3 separate regions of the Sus scrofa genome follow, and all the other regions are linked to region 3. Evidence: chromatin contacts called from public HiChIP or PLAC-seq data. All regions are on one chromosome and are shown on one strand. The core of a region is the stretch at or near the end of the contact, and the rest is flanking DNA. Distances in the headings are between cores, read along the strand shown.

Region 1 (4,664 bases), core at 1,253-3,752, 480 kb before region 3:
GTCCAACTTTTTCAATTTCTTCCAATGTGGGAAGAAAGGAGAGGTGGACCTTTTGGTAAAGCTTACATAAATGTAAAGGTGACACAAATGGGGATGCACTGCGTTATTCACCATGGGGAGTCATCCCCAATGGCCACAGAAAGTCAGCCTGCAGCCTCACTCTCCTTGTCACTGTCTCCCAGGGTGTGCTTATCAAAGATGCATACTGTGATGCCAGATTTCCAAACTCAAGTACAAGTTTATTTTACATTTTTAGAATGGATTTCATCTGCTTGAACGGATTCTTAAGGAAGTCAAACAAAAGAGGAGCCATTCTTGTCAGCAGCTGGTTTTGGAGTTCCAGTAATGATAGATTCACACACTGTCTAGGTGTTATGCACACTCCATGGGGAATGGGGAGTGTGCTCGCCCATTGTCAGGGTCGGCTTTGTGGATATCCTGAGGCAGAGGTGTCCACTTTTTTGGTTCTGCAGTCCTGCTGGTGGTTTGGCCCCTTGTAAGTTGGATGTCGTCACAATGGTGGGTAATTGAGAAGAGATGGCTGCTGTATAATCTGGGAGGGGTGAGGGCTCTGGAGGCAATTTGGGCAGAGAATGTGGTGGTGACATGGGGGCAAGCTCTGAGTAGCTGATCAGGAGCAAGCTCTAGGTTCCAGCCAAGTACACTTGAAGAAGGAAACTGCAGTCATTTAGTATCTATGCACTCACTAAATTTTTATGCTGTAGTTTCAATTGTCAGAAGACAGTAATAGACTTCTGTTTCTGGTCACAATAGGATTCAAGGACCATATAAATCCTTTCATATTAAACAATCAGAAAACATGACAAAATATGTGAAAATAATTTTAAGACATTGGACAACGAATCACAAGGCTATTATCCCAGAGGAGGGCAAGGAAGAGGAGAGCTTAGGCCTGGAGGCAGCTTACAGGTTACAGCACAGGACAATGAGCCATGTACAAAGCACGGGGGTTTCAGTGAGTCAAGGGGATAGACATCAGAGTCTAGCAAAGCCAAAGAAGTTAGAATTTATGGGACAGAGTTACCAGAGAACGGAACTGCATAGAGGGAGAAAGCTCTGGATGTGCAAATGTGTTCCCTTAAGTCAGGCTGGGTCATGATCTACACGACCGTGGAAGGAAACCATCAAGATTTTATTCATAAGGAAACAGGAGACAACCAAAATTAAGAAATAGTCTACAGAATAACAGGCCTACAGGTTTCAAAGAGTCAAGGTCAAGAAAATGAAAGGAAGACCAAAGAACTAACCTAGACTAAAGAAGTCTAAAATGACCTAACAAGGAAATACACCAAGTGATCTTGAAATGGATCCTGCAGCTCTGCAATGGTTCAAGGAAAGGTGGTAGGTAATTTAGCCTTGTGGCATAAAGAGCCAAGCATTCACCACTAGGTTACAAATCACAAAAAGGCAGGAAACATGTTAGTTGTGTTCATTACCAGATACCTAGTGACTAGCACCCCAAAATGCTTTACATATACACATAGACACTCAAGAAATATTTTCTAAAATAAGGGATATTGGAGTTCCCATCGTGGCTTAGTGGTTAACGAACCCAACTAGTATCCATGATGACATGGGTTTGATCCCTGGCCTTGCTCAGTGGGTTAAGGATCCAGTGTTGCTGTGAGCTGTGCTGTACGTCACAGACGCAGCTTGGACCCTGCATTGCTGTGGCTGTGGTGTAGGCTGGTTACAGCTCCAATTAGATCCTTCGCCTGGGAACCCCCACTGCCATGGGTGCGGCTCTAAAAAAATAAATAAATAAAATAAGGGATATGTGAATGCATATTGTGTTGGTGGTGATTTTTATTATTTATTTTTATTACTACTATTAATTTGGAAGTTCCCAGGCTAGAGGATGAATAGGAGCTACAGCTGCCAGCCTATGCCACAGCAACGGTAGTAGCCGAGCTGCATCTTCGACCTACAGCAGGTCAAAGTAGTTCATGGCAACGCCAGATCTCCAACCCACTGAGCGAGGCCAGGGATCAAATTCTCATCCTCATGGATTCTAGTCAGATTCATTTCCGAAGGGAACTCCTTTTGGTGGGTTTTTAGATCCCTTGTTCGCTATTCCTATTTTCTTTTCTTTTTTTTTTTTTTTTTTTTTTTTTTTTTTTTGTCTTTTTTTTTGCTATTTCTTTGGGCCGCTCCCGAGGCATATGGAGGTTCCCAGGCTAGGGGTTGAATTGGAGCTGTAGCCACCGGCCTATGCCAGAGCCACAGCAACGTGGGATCCGAGCCGCGTCTGCAACCTACACCACAGCTCACGGCAACGCCGGATCATTAACCCGCTGAGCAAGTGCAGGGACCGAACCCACAACCTCATGGTTCCTAGTCGGATTCGTTAACCACTGCGCCACGACGGGAACTCCCTGCTATTCCTATTTTCTGAACTTGGTTGTTTCCATGTCTGGAGCTTCCTGGTTCCTCTAGAATTACAAATGGGGAGAGGGTGTCCTTCACTTGTGCTGCTCCTCCCACAGCCCTCTGCTTCCTCTCTCCTTAATGACTAAGCTTTTGGCTTTTCTGCCCAGTCACCCCATGGACATACACATAAGGTTAAGAAATTGAATAATAATGGGAAAAAAAAGAATGTATACATGTAAGTGTAACTGGGTCACCGTGCTGTACAGTAGAAAAAAAAAATTGTATTGGGGAAATAACAATTTAAAAAAAAAACTAAAAAAAAAAAAAAAAAGAAATTGAATAACAGTTCACAACCAGAAGAAGGTCCATTATCCACAAAATACCTGGGTTTTTTCCATTGAGGCACTACAGTTACCATTCCTCCCAAATTCAGTGCCTGCACTTTTTATAGCCTTGGCCTGGAGAGCTGCATAATGACTTTTTGTTTTTGTTTTTGTTAAAAAGAGGCCAGCTTGTTGGGATCCAACAAGGGCTACTGTTTCCTGTAGGTACTGGGAATATTTCGATTAATCTTAGTAACAACCCCTATCAGCACTGAACATAGTGAATTATACATGGTAGATTCTTCCCCCCACTCCATGTTTTAAAATAGACTTTATTTTTCAGAGCAGTTTTAGGTGCACAACAAAATTAGAAGATAAAAGAGTTCCTTTATATCCCCTGAACCTACACAGGTACAACCTCCCCGTCTATCCTGCCCTACATCCCCCACCACAGTGGTACATTTGTTCCGGTAGACTCCTAGTTATAAATACATATGCTCATATTCATGCGCACGTGCACACACACACACACACACACTCACACGGAATACATTTACTGTCCATGCATCACACTTCACAATAAAGACATTTATTGATCTTGTAGGTTTCCTGTCTGTGAAACAGAAGGTGGTTGGGGTTGATTAACAGAAGTCTCCACTACATGTTATTTTAATTGTGCTATGGTAAAGGAGTCTGTATCTCCAACTGAACAGACAATTTATGCTTCATTAAATTCTCCTCTCGTCTTTGCACTTCAGGTACTTCGATTAGATGGCAGCTCTATTTTGAATGGCTCATTCAAGCATGACAAGATGCCAGTGAGTATCTGGAGAAGCAAAAGAATTAAAAGCACCCTTTACGTCTGGAAGACACTACCTCTCACTTCTTATAACACTCAATTGAACCCAGTGGTTCATAAATATTCACAAGTCTGAAAAAAAGTATCTTAGATAAATGAACAAACATCACAGAATTCCTTGATAGGAGGCTCAACTCATACTTCAAAATTAGAAATTTATTTTTGCAGAAGTGAAATGTTTGCCTCATCAGGCACATTTGAGAACTAGGTGGCTCAGAGATCTATTAGTTTTTAATTACAGTATGCACAGAATATTAACTCTTCAGTGATTGAATCTGATCACCAATACATAAAGCCTGCAAGATGTAAAGCTTGAAGATTTTTATGTTCTGAAATTGAATGATACATTGCATATTTGAATATTTTCTTTGAAATTCAAAGCTTAATTTCAGTCCAAATATGAGTTATATTTCTACACTCATATATTGACTTGGATTTACACCAACAAAAAGCTTTAAATATGTGGGGATAAGATTTTGTACAAGTTGTTTTACCAGTATCATAACTTCATAGAGAACCAGGCAGCCTGTAGTTTCATCAGCGAAAAGCTGAGAATCTTAAATTTGTTTCTAATAATAAAATTACTACTGACTCCTTTTGAAGTAAGGCTTTACAATATTTTTAAGTTGTTTATATTCATGAACCAATAAATAATATAAAATGATTCTTTCAACTCATCATTTCAGAAGACATCATCTTTAAAACAGAGCCTTTATGGCTGGATGTTCATACTTCTTTTTTAAAAAGACACCATTTTCTCTGGGATTTCTGCCCTACTTTCCATAGTGTCGGATAAAATGCCTTCCTCACTTTATTCCCCAGCTTGCTAACATCCAGATGCCTTGGAAATTGAGCTAGGAGCTAGAGTACTCTTTTTGCATTTATATTTTCTCTTTCAAGATGGAAACGAGGGCCTTTTTAAAGCAGTTTAATCATTTCTCGGTGGTACAGGTTAATTCCAGAAGAAATTCAATGGAAATATGAATACTCAGAGAAAAAATGGAAAAACTCAGGGAAGCCAACTGAAATGATTATCAGTGATATTCATGATATGAGCTCAGCTGACAGATTTAATTATTCAGTAGCAACCT
Region 2 (4,650 bases), core at 382-2,881, 260 kb before region 3:
TAGTAACAGCTGCTAAAGTCTCTCATAACATTCCATAGGAAAATTAAACTAAAACAACAGAATCTCGTATTTTCTTCCAATGATAAAATCCTGGTCTTTTGTCATTTACTACTTGGAGAAACTTAAAGCCAACCTCCACTCTCACTCTCAAAGCACTAAACTATACTTATTTGATGTAATAGCTTGATTGGTTAAAAGGCACTATATTGATATTAGAAACTTTTTGGGAAATAATCATAAATGCTTATTGTATTAACTATAATTTCATTTCCTTAATATCAGTTATCATAAACTAATAAACTCAAAACTGGTGATGTTTAAAAAAATCATGTAAGTATCAACTATTTTTAAATGCCAATTTAAATGAAATGATAAAATACAGGAGTTAAGAAAAAATGTTCAGCTTTTGAATGGTTTATGAATTTCTTTCAAAAATAATTTTAAAAAGCTTAATATTTGTCTTTTTAAACTAGGGACTAAAAATTCTTATCATATTTTGTCATTCAAAAATATTTACTAAAAATCCTTAAAAACCTTACTTGCTGTAATTTAATTAGAGATCTCTAAAATCCAAATTCCTACTTAAAATATTTATATAGACAACAAGAAATATTTACAAATTACTTTATTGACCTAGAGACAAGATAAAAAGAAATTATTAGTCTAAAAACATTAAAAAAATTTTTCAAGGTAGTTTATCTACTAGGAAAACTGCCTATAAACTTTAAAAATTAACAATTATTTATGATGAGATTGAAAAGAACTGGTGAATACAATGGATGGTAACCATGCATTTAATTAAATTTTCTTGCAAAGAAAAGTGTAAGTAAAAGTTAACATTGAGATAGTTCTGGTTTAGCTAATAGCCAACTAAGCTGTATTAGACTAACTCTCCTGGAGATAACATTTACAAACTGTTAACACGCCCCCACCCCAAAAAAAAACCCCAAACACAAAAACCTATTTCAAGGACTGGAGAAAGACAGAAAACAGGCAGCAATTAGAGAGTACTCAAACAGGATGAGATTCATGTTTATCTGACTGTGCCTCACAGGGCACTCTCCAGTCCTGGAGCTCACGTAGAACAAGTAGAAACCACACTTCCTGACTTGAGGTATCAAAGGATAGAATTCTGGGCTAAACACACACACATACACACACACAATCACACAAATAGGAGAGAAAATGTAAGAAAATTAGAGGATCAGTACAGTACAGGATGAGTTAAAACCCAATAACAGAATTAGCCAAAAGAGACATACCAACAGAAAAGGAATTGAAAAAACAGAAGAAATTCATGAACGGAAAGATTTAAATTTCCTAATGGAAAGAGTTGACTAAAGTCCTAGGACATTGGATCAAAAGAGGACTCAAAGAAAAGCACAGTATCATCAAATTTCAGAACATATGAGACAAAAAGAGAATCCTAGAAGATTACAGAGCAGTAATATAGGCTACATGTGAATTAATCACAAGGAATTAGAACAGTACTGGATTTCTACAGCAATGCTGGATACCAGAAGTCAATGAATTAATGTCCTCAAAATAATAAAGACATACTCAGAGAATATGTTTCACCACCCAATGTGATGAAATAAATCAAATTACATCACAATATTTTTCTAAGAAGAAGAAGCAGTAACATTTATTGGTACATATTAAGTTTCAGGCATTGTCAGTTCATACAGAACTCTCTGAGACTAATAGTAATAAATTCAGATTTGAGCTCTGGATCTAAGAATAAAATGCTATAAGAAATATAAGAAATGTAGTCAATAAGTTTCTGTAGAACCCTACACAAAAACTTGAAATTTGATTAAATGTTCTTTCTTTAGTTGCTACAATTTATATGCACAAGGCAATCCACATTACAGAAAGATGAGTCAGACAGAATATCTGCTTTACATAAATGTAAAGAGAGTAATAATATTTTATAAGTCCTACAATGTTAATAGATTAATTTCAGAAAACCGATACAAACTATAATACCACAACCATGAATTTTCAGTCTTTAAAAGTTCAAAGTATAAAAGTAGTCAGAGAAAAATGTCAAAATTACAGTACTAAAATTACTGTTTTCAATGAAATAATGTCATTTTTGCATGAAATACCAAGTGTTTTGTGGTAACTATGTAAATAAGTCATGTTACATAGAATAGCACCTTGCTGTTAGCAAATATTAAAACCAGAACCCTAGTCAGTTAAGTCCAAAAGAAATCAACTATTTTGGCATAATGTAGTTCTAGTTCTGTGAATTTTTTCTTATGAAGCAATCTCAAATAAGAACACTTATTCACTGCAAAAATGTGCAAGTGGTATAGAAGTTATTGTATTTTGACAGTGTAGAATATCCATTCATTCATTCAAAGGGGTGCTAAGGGATGAATCCTTAAAACTCAAGTTAGGAAGCAGTGCAAGAAGAGAGGGTAGTATTGTGAAAATACAGTGTATACAGAAATTAAAGTTATATGAAAAATCATAGCCATTGGGGCAATAATGACAGACACAAAATGCATTTTTCAAACAAATTTTTAAATAGTTTTTCTTTGACTGTATGACTCAAAGGTTTATCTTTAACTACTAGAAATGCTTTGGCATTTATGGTCATGGTTACAAGATAGTAAGGGGGAAAAAAATTACCCTTAAGCCAGTTCAGAAAACTAGAGAATGTAGACTCTTTAAAAGTTATCAGAATTTAATTTTATAAATCAGTGTTTGGCTATAAGTTGAAGAAGGAGGCCACAATGCCTGGTATGCACATATAGAGCTCCTTTTTGGAAAGGTAGCCCCAACCAATTTATTTAATTTTTAAACTGGGTAAGTAAACTTTTCAAGTTCATGGCAAGCTTTTAGAAGTTAGATAAATTCAAGTTTGCCACCCAAGTATTACTAACTAGGCCAAAGCATAAGCCAAGGAAAGTTCTAAGGGGGTGGTCAACTGCTTTCAAAATGACTTGACCTTAACTCTTCCCAAATGGATTCTATATAGTCAGTGACAGCAATCATCATATTCCATGTTCCCTTAGAATTTCCAAGGAAGTAGTGGTTTTTAAGCAAATAAATAGAAGGTGGCTCCCATAAGATTAGGTTTTTTTCCCTCAACTGGACAGAGCTAATATTCCAGTTCAGTGCACATTAGTTTTACCGGAATTAGAAACCAGGTATTACTATAGAGCCAAAAGAGGTTAGTTTTTATTCTGTGCTTATTTTCCCCTTAACCAAAATACTCTCATCCATGTAGATATTCTGAATATACTTCTACCCTCAATGGTCAACTGAATAGATCTCATCAACGGTTTTAAGAAATCTGACCAAATTGCTGTACAATCTTGAAAGATTTTCTGGATTTGACTACATACTGAAATAGCTATCTCAAAAGCAAATTCCTATTTGTTTAGCTTTTTTTTTTTTCTTTTTGGCAGTGCCTACAAATTCCTGGGCTAGGGACTGAATCTGTACCACAGCAGTGACCCGAGCCACAGCAATGACAATACCAGGTCTTTAACCACTAGGCCACCAGGGAACTCCTGTTTAGCATTTGTTTAATTGAGATTTTCATTTTTAACAACTCTATATCTTAGCAACAACTTTGTTTAATGAGCATAAATTCAGTCTACTTTAAATTTTGAGGTTGTCAAGTATAAAAATTAAATTGGTTTTAATAGCCATTTTTTAGACCTAAATGCCATATCAAAGACTGACAATTAGACGTGAATTCAAGTTTTTCTTAACACACTTATTTCTTCCTATGTACATCTTCCTCTTAGCTGAAGCTAAAAATATGAAGAAAACCAAGATATATTAACAAGTGCCCTAGAATATGAAATTCTCTTCTTTCTTATCTACATTCTAGGTACTTAAATTCCAGAACAAGATACACAAAAGATTAAATATTATCTAGATGAGGATGCTTTGCCAATAAGCTGTGATCTTGATCTCTGAACTTCAAATATTTGAAATAATACTATTGTCCAACCTGTTACCCTAATTCCCAGGTATAATATGAGTGACATTCAAAAAGAAAAAGAAAAACTACTATATAACTTCAAAGAATTGTTCATCCCCACACTTTAAATCCAAAACTTTAAGGGAATTTTTCACCAAATCCAATATGTACATTAAAGGCACAAAGAAATAAAAGTTTCCCTGCCCAAAGAGACTCTTGTAAAGAAGTATTCATTATATGGCATGAGAAGTGTTATTTTAAAATGCATGCTCACTGAATTATGTTCAGTAATTTTCATAAGCACATCAATCTCAGAATAGATAAGCACATTTTGAGGATCACAGTAGTAGCACTATGAAATTTTAATGATTATATCAATATATAGGACCATAATCAGTCCCTTAATAACAAGACTGGCAATAGCTAGTGCAATGGTTATATTTATGTGTCAATTTTACTTGGATGCCCAGAGTGGTTAAACATTTTTTCTGGGTGTTTCTAAAAGAAAATAGCATTTGAATTAGTGGACTATTAGCAGACTGCCTGTGCCATTGTGGGTGGGTACCATTCAATCAACTGAGGGCCAAGAAAAAAGCCAAAAAACAGAGGAAAGTTAAATTCACTTTCTGCCTATCAACCTGAACTGCAACATAGGGTTTTCCCTGTCCTTTGTGCTTCTAGTTCTTAGGGCTTAAGACTTGGAC
Region 3 (4,899 bases), core at 127-2,626:
CAATTCCTTGAGTGGTTGGACCTTGTGTCACTACATGGTGTATCTTTTTCCTTTCCTGCTTCAACTCTAGAGTCTAGCACAGTGCTTTGCATGCATCAGCGCTTAATAAATGCTAATCGGAGTGAGAATTAGAATATGAAAATGTTTTGTTGTGTCCTCCTAAGGGAATATGTTGGGAACATGCAAGCACATACAGAGCTATTCAGAATTCTTCAAATAAGCTCATGATCCAGTCAACTGCTCATTGTTACCATCTGTGCATTCACTCCTTCAAATATAATCATTTGCCATAAGCGTGTATGACTTAGATACCACAAAAAATAAAAGAGCAGTTTTAAGTCCCAAACTCAAAACTGGGCAATTTAGTTGTTAAAACTATTATTCAACTGATAGTTGCTTTTCATTCAGGCGCCCAACTGAGAGAGGAGGCCCACAGTATAATTCACTAGAAGAAGTTCCCCTTCAAAATTTATTAGTGGAAATTTAGGACATTGCTTGAAGTTATTTTATAAAATTCCGGCATGCTTTCTTTCTTTTTTTTAAAAGAACTTTTTATTTATTATTATTTATTTATTTTTTGTCTTTTGAGGGACGTACCCGCAGCATATGGAGGTTCCCAGACTAGGGGTCTAATCAGACGTGTAATTGCTGGCCTGTGCCAGAGCCACAACAACTCGGGATCCGAGCCGCCTCTGCGACCCACACCATAGCTCATGGCAACGCTGGATCCTTAACCCACTGAGCGAGGCCAGGGATCGAACCTGCAACCTCGAGGTTCCTAGTTGGATTCGTTAACCACTGCGCCACGCCACGATGGGAAGTCCAATTCTGGCATGCTTTCTAACTCCATTTCTGGGAAGTTGTGCTATCTAGTAAACATAAACCAGCTTGAGGATTAATTTACTTATAGGAGGTGTGGGGGGGAGGTGGCTGTATTATTAGGTCCGCCCAGTAGGGCTTTTTGGTTTTCTTTTGTTTTTAAAACCAAGACTCTCTCTTCTTGAATAGTTCTGTGGGAAATGTGTTGCTTGGCAACCCCCCCACACACACATCCTCACCCTCTGCATGACTGGGGGCCATTTACTCTCAGAGAAACCACCAGGAGGAAGCTGCCTGTGAGGGAGATGAGCTGTCAGCAACACTGCACTCAGAGGACTGCCCTTGCAGAGAGCTGCAAGCAGACAAACCAGAACTCCAGAGCCCCTGGTCTCCTGGCTCATTTGAATTTGTCCTCTAGTCTGTTACATATTTTTTTCACACGTATAATCGTTTGTTTGCAGTCTGGAAATATAAAACCAGTCAAGAAACAGAGGCCAGAGTATTGGTAAGAAACTTCTAATCCACATTTAATATCTCACAATGTGTGTGGTAAGCAACTGAGTGATTTATCCTGTTCTCCTCTGTCTGCGTCTCAAGTTCTGTGTACTTCCCTTTGGATGGAAGTCATCTGTTGTTCTGCTCACAGCGTGTTAGGAGTGTTTGAAATTCAATGCGACTAGAGTGGAAACACCTTTTTCATTGTTTCTCTTTTCCTTGTGATTTTCTACTGATTTTCACCCAGAGATTAGGTTTAAAATAGCAAAGAGGAATAATTCTGGGGAAAAAAAAGAAGTTGAACAATGGAGGCAAACAGTGTGGGTTTATTGCGAAAGGGGAAAAATATCTTACAAGTATTGTCTCATCTGGTGGTCACAACAATCCACTGAAGACCCGTGTGTGTGTGTGTGTGTGTGTGTGTGTGTGTGTGTGTGTGTGTGTGTGTGTGTTGGGAGCAAGGTCCTATTATTATCTCCATTTTGCAGATTAGTACCTGCAACTCAGAGATGTAAAGTAACCTTCGAGGTCACACAGCTGGTGATTTTCAGGGCTAGGAATGAGGCCAGGCAATCTTAAATCACTATCCTGTACCGTATTGCTGAAATAGCTTTAAATTACTCAGTTCAGGGAAAGGGAAGTTGCCTACATCATTAATGCATGTCGATTATGCTCAGATGGTAAAATCGAAATAACTCAAATGATCTCTTGGAAAGATACTCACACTAAGAGAGCATCTGCCTGGTGTTCGTCTCCAAGAGAACGTGAATCAGTGAGAAGGTTAAAACATCCCTGCTTTGCTATTGTAACAGTACAACATGACATTATGGCATAATTCTGGGCCATCGGAATTTTCCCTGGATAATTATAAAGCTCTGCTTGTTCAGACAACCTGGGTTTATTGGTCCCTGGGAGGGAGACAAGAAAAAGGAGGGGAAAGGTTGCAGAGATGGTGTGAAAGGACCTTGGGGAAAGGGACCAATCAGAGCTGCTCTCCGTGCTGGTAGAAATGAGCCCTGCTCCTCTTTTGTTCCTGCTCCAAGTTATTTGGCATCCTTTTCTTCTCTCTTCTTGATTCTATTACACTCCCTTGGGGCAGAATGATAGTCACAACAGCCAATTAGGGGGACACTGAAGGAAGAAGGGTCCCCAGTGACAGCTCCTTCTCTGTCCACAGAGAAACAATCACCTCCCTGGAAGTGGTTGTAATTGCCCTGCTTCTTTCTTCTTTCCAGCCTCCCCATCCCTGCCCTCTCAATCAAGCTCCTTGGCCTAAAGCTAGTGAATTACAGGGACCAGAACAGCATGAATAGGCTCCATGCAGGTGGTTTGAATTAACTTGCAGGCAAACCCAAGCCTCCTTCTGGGATCAGCTAGCGTTCATCCCCAAGCCCCGCAAGCACCAGAGTGTTTCTCAAGGTGTGCACTTGGACCACCTGCATCAGGCTCACGTAGGAGCTGGTTAAAAAGGTAGATTCCTGGGAGCCTCTGAGTCAGAAGCTTTTAGGGTGAGGCTGGGAAAGCAGCATTTTTAAAAAGCACCCCTGGTAATTCTTGAATACATATAGTTTGAAAACCACTGCCCTACTACTTGCAAAATACTTTTACATAGATTGCCAGGCTCAAGTCCCAGATGCTCCAGAGGTTTGTTTCCTTATGCCCTTGTCTGTGCTGTTGCTGGTTTCCTCTGCAATCAGTCTAGCACCTCCAACCAGTGGGTCCTCTGTTAACAGGCCTGAGAAAACAAAGTCAATTTCCCTGCTAAAGGGGACAATGAAAGGAAAATCAAAAAACTTTAAAAAAATAAAAAGACCAGAAGTGAGTTACTCCTAGTGGAGGATGGAGACTTAGTCTCAGCCAAATCTTCTGCACAATGCCTGAAGCAAGACTGGGCTTGAAACTGGCTTTGTCTCTCTGCCTCAGTTTCCTCATCTATTAAATAGGGGTAGCAAAGTATTTAGCTCATAGGGTTGTTGTGAGGATTAAGCGAGTTAATATAGATACAGCGCTTAAAACAGCACCTGGATCAATCATAGCAGCTAGCTAGCCAAGGAGGCAGAGGATGGCATGTTGACAACCTACAATTCAATAAATCCATGAGTCTCCAACTTACAGTTCATAAAACTTAAATACTATTGTCATTTTTTGGATGCTTCAATAAAGATGTAAGAAAAAATATTAACAGAACTCACATAGAGGTTTCGCATCATTGGCACCAGTGATAGTTTAGGCCTGATACTAATTTCTCAAGGGTCCAGGGATTGTTTGGTGCATATTGGATTTTTTTCTTTTTTGACCAGCATCTATGTCCACTACCAGTACTAGCCTCCTAGCTTTGACAATCAGAAATACCTCCACATATTACCAAATGTCTCCTGGGGTGAGGGGCAAAATCACTCCTTGTTTATAATTGCTTTATATTCATCAGTTCACATTTTCAGAAGTGGTCACAGAGATTATATTCGCTCATTTTCTAACACCCCCTTCAAGGGAAGGAGTGCCACTCGTCTATCATTGCTCCCAGTTTATGAATTAGAAGATACTGAGATTAAGTGGCTTGCCCAAGGTCATCCAGCTGATTCTCAGGATCCCAGTTTAGTTCTCAATTAATTGCTACCCTCCACATCCATGTCTATGAAATGCAAAACTGTTGAGTGCCAGCTAAATAAGTTTTGTAATTTCTGATGACTTTTCATCATTTACTTTGGCAAAAAGTGAGTAAGCAAGTATTGTGGATTCAAATTCTTTTCCTTTAGCCCTCCATCATCTTCTTTCTAGAAACTATTCTATAATAATGCAAGAGGTCCATAGGCTCCTATATATACCTCAAGAGCATGGTTCCTTATTCTTTCACTGAATGTTCACCAAACATCCGCCATGTGTGTACTGGTTTTTGTGCTACCCATGGGGAGAGTAGGCAGTTCAAAGGGAGGACCTTCCCTTAAAGAGCTTACAAGCTAGATGAGTAAGGCTCAATCACACATAAACACATATGATGATAACATGGGCAAGATACCCCAGACTGGTAAAGCATGCAGGTATGAAATAGCTCTGAGCTGGAGAAATTGCAAGGGCCTGGATTTGATGGACTAGTCTATATGAGAAGTGGCAGGCAGTAAAGCTAGATAGGCAAGGAGGGGCCAGATCATAAAGGGAATCTGAAGTCCCCTGGGAGGCTGGATTTTATTCCATGGGTGTTGGGGAGATGCTGGAAAGAGAGACCCAATCAGATTGTGTTTTAAGACAAATCAGTCTGGCCTAGACCAAAAAGAGGGACCCTTTAGTTTTGTATGAAATTAAAGTCTCCAATGTATAGTGCCAATTCCCCCCTCCACCACCCCCCACCAAAGATCCAAAGAAAAAGAACAAATCTTAAAGAGCAGAAAAGATACAGCTGCTCTGGCCTAAATGCAGAATCCTTTAATACTATCTTCTAGATGATATACATGTGTGTTTACTCAACTCTCAGATTTAATTGGATTTAAATAAGAATCTGAGCACAATCACCCAGAAGGCTTGACATAAATAGGAGAGTAGCAAGAGGTCGGAGAAGACACATCCTGTCTGTTCCTATTGAAAGCAGAT

What was found. HiChIP or PLAC-seq counts read pairs in DNA pulled down with a chosen protein or histone mark.
Region 1: an H3K27ac HiChIP or PLAC-seq map of alveolar macrophages shows a contact between it and region 3. The contact joins two enhancer-like sites. A contact is called at or near these places in 1 of 47 Hi-C or Micro-C datasets (embryonic fibroblasts) and 1 of 2 datasets of contacts at active chromatin or transcription factors (alveolar macrophages).
Region 2: a contact with region 3 is called in an H3K27ac HiChIP or PLAC-seq map of alveolar macrophages. The contact joins two enhancer-like sites. A contact is called at or near these places in 1 of 47 Hi-C or Micro-C datasets (embryonic fibroblasts) and 1 of 2 datasets of contacts at active chromatin or transcription factors (alveolar macrophages).

Annotation. Positions count from the first base shown.
Region 1 is chr2:91,662,234-91,666,897 of Sscrofa11.1, reverse strand. No RefSeq gene overlaps it. Among named protein-coding and RNA genes, the nearest start is that of VCAN, 35 kb to the left of the region's middle. Within about 2 kb of position 2,502, at least 1 of the 83 cell types and tissues checked has an H3K27ac peak or open chromatin away from gene starts, as enhancers often do. A contact at or near this core is called in alveolar macrophages, where this site is marked.
Region 2 is chr2:91,444,857-91,449,506 of Sscrofa11.1, reverse strand. The region is part of intron 3 of XRCC4 (DNA repair protein XRCC4); the gene reads right to left. Among named protein-coding and RNA genes, the nearest start is that of XRCC4, 89 kb to the right of the region's middle. Within about 2 kb of position 1,631, at least 1 of the 83 cell types and tissues checked has an H3K27ac peak or open chromatin away from gene starts, as enhancers often do. A contact at or near this core is called in alveolar macrophages, where this site is marked.
Region 3 is chr2:91,179,523-91,184,421 of Sscrofa11.1, reverse strand. No RefSeq gene overlaps it. Among named protein-coding and RNA genes, the nearest start is that of TMEM167A, 180 kb to the left of the region's middle. Within about 2 kb of position 1,376, at least 10 of the 83 cell types and tissues checked have an H3K27ac peak or open chromatin away from gene starts, as enhancers often do. A contact at or near this core is called in alveolar macrophages, where this site is marked.